3 separate regions of the Sus scrofa genome follow, and all the other regions are linked to region 3. A link is a contact called in public Hi-C and promoter capture Hi-C data. All regions are on one chromosome and are shown on one strand. The core of a region is the stretch at or near the end of the contact, and the rest is flanking DNA. Distances in the headings are between cores, read along the strand shown.

What was found. Promoter capture Hi-C pulls out the DNA fragments that hold promoters and counts their contacts. Hi-C and Micro-C count contacts between places; a contact is called where the count stands out from the background.
Region 1: a contact with region 3 is called in a promoter capture Hi-C map of fetal liver, with 5 times the contacts expected there. The contact joins the promoter of CEP135 here to the promoter of AASDH in region 3. A contact is called at or near these places in 2 of 5 promoter capture datasets (fetal liver and fetal skeletal muscle), 1 of 47 Hi-C or Micro-C datasets (embryonic fibroblasts) and 1 of 2 datasets of contacts at active chromatin or transcription factors (alveolar macrophages).
Region 2: a Hi-C map of liver shows a contact between it and region 3, with 8 times the contacts expected there. The contact joins the promoter of LOC100626988 here to the promoter of AASDH in region 3. A contact is called at or near these places in 3 of 47 Hi-C or Micro-C datasets (heart right ventricle and liver) and 1 of 2 datasets of contacts at active chromatin or transcription factors (alveolar macrophages).

What each region holds. Positions count from the first base shown.
Region 1 is chr8:55,249,594-55,252,293 of Sscrofa11.1, reverse strand. CEP135 (centrosomal protein of 135 kDa) reads right to left here and starts at 1,392. Exons shown (of 26, transcript XM_021101350.1): 1 at 1,144-1,392.
Region 2 is chr8:56,082,481-56,085,180 of Sscrofa11.1, reverse strand. LOC100626988 (nitric oxide-associated protein 1) reads left to right here and starts at 1,299. Exons shown (of 4, transcript XM_013978717.2): 1 at 1,299-1,548; 2 at 1,551-2,048; 3 at 2,051-2,700. The coding sequence starts at 1,299. The coding sequence ends at 2,433. All of the region lies in intron 1 of LOC100621006 (RE1-silencing transcription factor-like), which reads right to left.
Region 3 is chr8:55,644,095-55,646,794 of Sscrofa11.1, reverse strand. AASDH (acyl-CoA synthetase family member 4) reads left to right here and starts at 1,274. Exons shown (of 15, transcript XM_021101363.1): 1 at 1,274-2,381. The coding sequence starts at 2,373.

The DNA.
Region 1 (2,700 bases), core at 143-2,642, 390 kb after region 3:
TACCCATGAGGACGCAGGTTTGATCCCTGGCCTCGCTCATTGGATTAAGGATCCATCGGAGTTCCCGTCTTAGCGCAGTGGTTAACGAATTCGACTAGGAACCATGAAGCTGTGGGTTCAATCCCTGACCTTGCTCAGTGGGTTAAGGATCCAGTGTTGCCCTGAGCTGTGGTGTAGATCGCAGATGCGGCTGGGATCCTGCGTTTCTGTGGCTCTGGCGTAGGCTGGCGAATACAGCTCCGATTGAACCCCTAGCCTGGGAACCTCCATATGCCGCAGCAAGTGGCCCTAGAAAAGGCAAAAAGACAAAAAAAAGGATCCATCGTTGCCTGAGCTGTGGTGCACGTCACAGACAGGGATTGGATCCTGCATTGCTGTGGCTGTGGTGCAGACAGGCAGCTGTGGCTCCAATTTGACGCCTAGCCTGGGAACTTCCACATTCAAGGGGTGCGGCCCTAAAAAGCAAGAGAATAAAAATAAAAAAACCCAGAACCAGCAGGACCTCGCCATCCAAACATTTCTCCTTGTCTGGCACCGACTTTGGTTACCCAGAAATACTACCTGCTCACATCCTTCTAAGATAGAGAAGCAGGAGTACGAATCAAAACACTCATCAACACACAAGAGAGATGAAAGATTAAAATCCTTCCAAGAAGGACAAAAAGCTGGTACCAACGTTCCCCACCCCCGCTCCAGGAGCGTCTGTACTCAGCTCCCTGCAGGACAACAGGCGCGGAGGCTCGGCGCTCCACGCGCGCTCACCACCACCCGGAGCCAGCGCGGCGCGTTTTCCCAGAGGCCCGGGACGTGTCTACGCCCAGGCCCGAACCGAACCGGGTCCTTCCCTGAGAGCCGCAAACGGGCGGAGGTCGCCGCCAAGGCTCGGCCTGCGCTCGGGCCTGTCTGCGTTTACCAAGCGCCGAGGGACCAGCTGGGAAGAGGGCGCTCCCACCTCGAGCAACCGGCCAGCAGCAGCGGCTGCGCGGGGCCGGTGGAGGCTGCCGCGAGCGCAGCGGCGGAGCCAGGTCCGCAGCCCGAACCCGCTCCCCGCACGGCTCCCGCCAGCGGGCGGCCGCGGCGCCAGAGTCCCCGCCCGGGCCCCACTTCCTCCCCCACCGCGCCGCCCGCCCGGTCCGTGCTCACCCGCCGCCCCGGCTGCCGCTCCCTCCGCTCGCGGTCGCATCCCCTGCGCCTGCCTCGCTCGCTGGCTTCCGCCGCCGCGGACACCGGCTCCGGCGCTGGGACAGTTTGAAAATGGCACGGACGGACTATCGCGACCGGCGCGGAGTAGGCGCAGCGGTTGCCTCGGTAACGGGAGCGGAAGACGGGTCGCCGCGCGCGGCGGGGACGCGCCCGATTCTGATGGCGGCGCCGGGCCCAGGCCCGGAAACGAACGGGCCTGGAAGGTGCGGCGCTGCGGCGCCTTCTGGCGGCGGGAGCCGGAACCACCGCGGCGGCCGTCGTCCAGGCTGCGCCTGTCGTTGCCTTGAACTTCCTTGACCTTCGGGGCGCTGGGTTAGAGCCTGTGCAGCCCTGGTCCCTGCAGCCGGTTAGCCTTCACCCTCCGGGGACGCCTGCTCCCCACGTGAACTCAGCCGAAGTACCCGGTTGTCTGTGCAACTTTCCCTGACAACCACCCAACGCAGTTAACTAACTTTGCTCCCGCACCCCCGGCCTCTTACAGATGTCCAGATCCCAATATTATACTCATCCCGTTATGATGAGCATAACATCATTGCGTTTGAGTTCTTGAGTTAGAGCTCCTCTGTCAAACGTCATTGTCTTTGTATGTTTACCTCTGCCGCCCCCTACTGCGCATTCCTGGAGTCAGTTTATTTCACTCAGCTGTTTCTCTAGCACCAACCGCAAGAAACATTCGAGAATGGAATCAAATGTAAATCAACTGGCTATAGAGAACCTGTTCACATTGAGAAAATGCATGGTCGGATATTGGAATTCCATTTGTCGCGTGGAAACTTCTAGATGATCAGAGAGGCGTTCATCGCCTCCTGTTTACTCTTCTCCCAAGCAGGGCATCCATTTTGAAGATGCACTTAATCCTTGTGTATATATATCTCACCTAATTGCTCTGTGGGCCGTGAATAACTTTGTACGCATTCATATATCGCTTTAACCGTTTCCGCAGGGAGCCCTGTCCCTCTTCCCACATCCTTCAATAAGCTGTTTTATGGAATTTCTAGGAGGCAATGAGGCTCCGTGGATGGCTTTTGTAGTCTTGAACACGTACAGTTAAAGACTTTTTTGTTGCCTAGCAACAAATATCTTTTTTGAAAATAGGGAGCCATAAATAAATATCATAGCAAATGACTATGCAACAGTCACCCAGTCCAGAAGACTCTTTGGCTTCCCTTTGTCCCAAACACATAGCCATTAGAAAATACAAAAACTAAAATCAAAGAAATTTAAAAGATGAGTGGGACACTGAAGTTGCAGTCCAGTTTTGCTCCAGATGTCACGGAAGACCAGTGCAGGCGCACTGCTGGGCCGCAAGGCCTGAGGTCAGGGCCCTGGTTCCTCTGGCACACAGAATTATTGCTGCTCAGCACTCAGGTCCTGGCTTTGAGCGAGAGGGTGGGCTGAGGAGGCAGAAAGAAAAAGAAACCAAGCCTCATCTGGGCTCTCTAGGTCCCCCACATCACCCTGAGACAGGAGCCCTGATTGTGGAGCAGACCTGATGGG
Region 2 (2,700 bases), core at 50-2,549, 440 kb before region 3:
TCAAGATAATTTACTTAAGCGGAAAGCAGAGTGAAGGACGCCAAACAAGCCCAATCCCCCCTCCCACCCTGTATTCTCTGCACCAGCTGTATTTGCAGAGCCTAGCACATCGCCCGGCACAAGCTGACGTTCAAACATTCGACTATTCAATAAATCCACTACCTCTGACCTTAAGGGAAATCGAGGAGCCCTTTGCTTCAGATGAACCCCAAACACCGGTACTGGTCGCATGGGGGGCCGCTCTTCCAAAACGGGGAGGTGTCACTTATCCAGAAGCAGCCAGTGGAGACAACAAATGTCATAAATGCTGCGCTCCCCGCCGGTCCACCTTCCAAATCCCTGGTTCGTCCCCGGCCCGGGGAAGGCGGAGGGGGGAACGCCTGGGGACCCTGCGCGGCGGGCGGGTGAGAAGGCCACAAACCCTCGACTCGCCCGGCTCCCACGTTTCCCCCTCGAGCGGGTCGCCGCGGTGTTTCTGAGGGGCCACCTACCCTCGTCTGCGTCACACAAACCCACAAGTGGGTCACAAGACGCGAACCCAAAAAAGCACAGGGAGAAAAGACCACCGACGACCTGAGCACCACACAAATGAACCCAGTCTGGGGGTCCCAAAACTTCCTGTACCTCACGCCAGCACCGCCCACTAAGACTCCCCGTAAGATCTGCGCTAGCGTACCAAGCCAGCACCGCCCATGGGGGCGCCTAGTAAGGTCTGCGCTTGCGCTCCAAGCCAGCACCGCCCACGGGGACGGCGCTTAAGGTCTGCGCCTGCGTCCCAGGCCTGCACTGCCCAAGAGGCTGCCGCATACTGTGTGCGCCTGCGCGAAGAGTGAAGCATTTGCTAACGTCCAGAATTGCACATGCGCAAATCGTGGGTTCAGACTTCTCTGGTCAGAAGACATGACTACGGCTACGCTCAGTCTTGGAACCAGATAATAAAGTTTTTTTTAATATTCCACTAATAATGACACCTGAAAAAAACCCAAGTGGATGTATCACAAAAGGCTTTGTGGTTATAATTTTACGGCCTTAGGTGTTATATATTTGCCAGTTACATAGCCAAAAAACAGGAAGAAATGAGATTTCCGAGCTGCAGACAGTACCAGCGGCAGCGCGCTGAAGAAGCCCGGAAGTAGGCAAAGCTTCACTGGCTGCCCAAACTGGCCAACCCAGCGGAGCCCGCACCTACAAAGCCTTTAGCTTCGCTTTAGGTGGGTTCTCGGCATCAGAGGCTTCATCGCGAGATCTCACGAGATGAGACCAGGGAGGAGGAGCCGAAGGGCGACGCTGACCAATGACAACTCTCTGGTCGTCCCAGGCTTTTTCTCGTTTACCGCGCAGCTGGGGCCGCAGTGCGCGCGCGAAGGGGTGGTCCGCCCCTTGCCACCCTTGCTCCTAGGCTGCCGTGTGGCCTCCTGCAGGGAGCCTCTCCCACGGCCGCGCGCCTTTGGCTCCGGGACGCGCTCCTGGATAGGAGATGAGTGGTCAGCCTCTCATCCCAGCACTCGTGGGGCCTGGGCCGTGGGCGTCCTCCGTGCCAGACTGAGACTGGGGTCAGCGAAGAGAGGAGAGTTTTCTGTTCCCCAAGTACATCCCGGAGCCGGAGCCCGCACCGACCCGCCAAGACCAGCTACGAGAGGTGCAGCAGCGGCAAGAAGAGAACGAACGACAGATGCAGCAGCGGCGGGAGGAGCGGCGCCAGCAGAAGCTCCGGGCCGCTCGGCGGGTGCAGCGGGCGCAGCCGGTCGTGGGGCACCCGGACCCGACGGTGGCACCCAGCGGCCTGAACTGTTCGGGATGCGGGGCGGAGCTGTACCGCCAGGACCCCGGCGTGCCCGGCTACCTGCCCAGCGAGAAGTTCCTCCGCGCGGCGGCGCAGGCGAAGGGCGGGCTGGCGCGGACAGTGTGCCAGCGCTGCTGTCTGCTGGTGCACCACCGGCGCGCCCTGCGCTTGCGGCGGCTGGAGTCCGCGCTGGTGCTGTACAAGGTGGACCTGCTTGATCTGCCCGACGCCCTGCTGCCCAACGTGCCCGCGCTCGTGGGCCCCAAGCGCTGATCGTGCTGGGGAACAAGGTGGACCTGCTGCCCCAGGACGCCCCCGGATACCGGCAGCGCATCCGGGAGCGGCTGTGGGACGACTGCCCCCGCGTCGGTCTCCTGCCTCTTGGCTCCCGGAGGTCCCAACACCCCGGCCGGAAGCAGCCGCGGGACCGGGCGGATAAGGCGAACCACTCGGCCAGGTCCCATGCGGTGCTTAAGGACGTGCGGCTCATCAGCGCCAAGACTGGCTATGGAGTCAAAAAGTTGATCTCCGCGCTCCAGCGCTCCTGGCGCTACCGCGGCGACGTCTACCTGGTTGATGCCACAAACGCTGGCAAGTCCATTTTCTTCAGCATGTCCCAGCGTTTTTTGAGGGTTTTTTGGTTTGTTTAATTGTCTTGTAATGTGCTGGTTTAGCAGATTTTTCATTGTAGAATATAAGTTCCGTCTCTTTTTTAGGGCCGCACCCGCAGTATATGCAAGTTCCTAGGCGAGGGGTTGAATCGGAGCTGTAGCTCCGGGTCGCTCAGATCTGAGCCGCGTCTACACCACAGCTTTCGGCAACACCTATTCCTTAACCCACTGAGCAACGCCAGGGATTGAACCTGTTCTCGTGGATGCTAGTTAGATTCGTTAACTGCTGAGCCAGGACAGGAACTC
Region 3 (2,700 bases), core at 25-2,524:
TCATTTATAACTGAGCAAGGGCTCCTGTGCCATCAGAGCAGAGAGCCACACCCTCTGTTGTTGTTCCTGGGTTCCCAGAATGTGGAAATTCTCTGGCCAGGAGTGCCACAGCAGCCACCCAAGCCACTGCTGGATCCTTAACCTGCTGCACCACAGGAGAATGCCAAAGCCAAACTCTCTGGCAGAGAGTGTTTACAAAACAGCAGGGGTTTGTTTGCAGGGTGCCAAGCAAGGGAGTGGGAGACAGGTCTTAGATCCAGTCTTGGTTTGTAAGCGAGGGGTGCTTTAAAGGGGGAAGAACAAGGAAAATGGGATTAATCACCATTTCTGTCACATTTCTTACTGCTGAGTTGGGAGTCAATTTGTCTCAGGTTTAGTCTCTGGCCAGGTGATCCAGGTCAGTGAGCTCATCTTGCCCTGGAGAAACAATCTAAGTTTGTGTGTTAGTGATGACAATATATACAACAGCGATTTTAGTATATGAATGATGTTATCAACAACAGTGATCTTTGTCATCTGACTGGTTGACTAGTGTTCAGTTACTACAGGATTGAGGTCAGAGGGAACAGGAAAGGGAATAAAGTTACCGAGGAGATTAATCATACTCAATAAGGGAACTCGGTTTTAGGGGGACTGAGTTTCAGCTTCCTCTCTGCTACCAGCACAATAGCTTAGAAAAATTACTATTATTTCTCTTGACATTGTAAATAACTAACTTGCATGCTTCCAATTACAACACCTTCGTTAAAATAGATTTTTATTCAGGCCTGTGGCTCAAGTTACTCTCTCCCCCTCAAACCTGCTTTTTAATAGCTCCTAGTGAAAGCTGAAATTTTGTTATTTAAATTCATCTGAATGTTAGGGACTTCGTTTGCGGGCTTCACTGCTACAGTCACAGTCTCCGCAATGTGGGGAGGGTTTTTTTTGTTTGTCCAAGTGATGAAGTCCAGTCCCCTGCGTATTTCACTCTGGTTTCAATGCTCTTCACATCAACCCCCCGGGACAGCTTTATCCCCACTTTAGAAACGAGGAGGCAGCTGCCCGGAATTGAGGTTTCTTGGCAAGCACAAAAGGGTGCAACTCCAAGCAGGTCAGCTCCAAAGTCCCTGGAAGCTGCCCTCAACGCCTCTATACTAGAGCGGAAACTTGAAAGGAGAGGAGCTGGCGACACCCACACCAACTCTTTTCTCTGGTTGGCCCGGCACTTCCAGGAAGGGGCGAGGCGGGGCGGGGCGGGGCGACGCTTCCTTCCCGGGTCGCTCGCGATGACGTAAGCAAGGCGCCGCGGAAGGACGTCACGAGGCGACGCTGAAGGCTGTTGCGAGAGCCCGCGCTGTGCGGCACCCTGCGGGCCGCGCGGTGGGCCGGCTCTTCCCCCCGGGGCGCTGGTTTGTCTGTGTGCGTGAACTGGCGTCGGGGCTGTGCTGTCGGGACCTCGTCGCCACCCCCTTCCCGCTGACCTCTCCCCGCTAGGCCTTCAGACTGGACTTCCGCGGGAGGCAGTGTCCAGGCGGACGTGTGTGAGGGAGGAGTGGGGCGGCAGCACCTGGGCTGGCTGCGCACAAGTTTGCTTAGGTTCAGGGCCGCCGACAGGTCTCGGCCGTTTATCAGTGGTGCCTGGTGGATGGAGTGGTGCACAGGCTGCCCTGGAGCCCTGTGCTTTCTTCGGTCTGCTGCCTTAGACCTTCTGCTCCTTTCGCATGGAAATGTCTACCTCGTCTTGCTGGCGTGGTTTTGGAAAGCAATTGAAAAAAATCTGTTGGAGGCTATAAAGTGCATTGCTGTTAACGTAGTCGCATAATCTAAATTAAAAAGCCGATGGATACGGGAAAATAAGCTTTTAGATTATTTATCAATCTTTAAAATGGTAAGTCACCATTTAGGAAAGTCACCAAGACCTCTGATGACTAAGTATCAGCCTCTACAGATGTAAATAAAATAGCAGCTGTCCTAAAACTGAATGATCCTGTTACACATATAATCTGTTTATCAGATTTTGCTTGTTCTTTTTTTTTTCCTTATATGGTCCCAGTGTTTGGGCATCCAGTAAGTATAGTACTCTCTGTTGGAGCGAATGTATTTATGATTCAGTTAATGAAAATAAAAACTTAAGACAACAAGAATAGATGTTGCCTTAATTCTCTGTAGCATCCAGTGGGAAACTAGCAATTAAAAAATCTTAATTGTGGAGTTCCCGTTGTAGCTCAGGGGTAATGAACCAGACAGTATCCATGAGGACATGGTTCTGATGCCTGGCCTGGCTCAGTGGGTTAAGGATCCAGCGTTGCCCCTGAGCTGTGGTGAAGGTCAGAGACGCTGCTGGGATCCTGCTTTGCTGTGGCTGTGGTGTCCCCTAGGTTGGGAACTTCCATATGACACAGGTGTGGCCCTAAAAAAAAAAAAAAAAAAAAATCTTAATTGTGTAGATATTTGTGGGGAATGTTGGAATTTGTCATGAAAATGGCATTTTCTAAAGTAATTTTACTCATTTTAGAGTCTTGTCCTTTTCTTTGCTGTCAAGTAATTTTAGTGGTCTTTGTGTGGACAGTTAACTGCTGTATATGTTTTTGCTTTGAAATAATGCATTTTTTAAAATGTAGACTGACTTTTTGTTAAAATCCCGTAGTATAATTATGTAGTATAGGCAATTGTTACTCATCTGCAAACAGAGAAGCAGAAGGTGCCCTTCTGTACTAACTG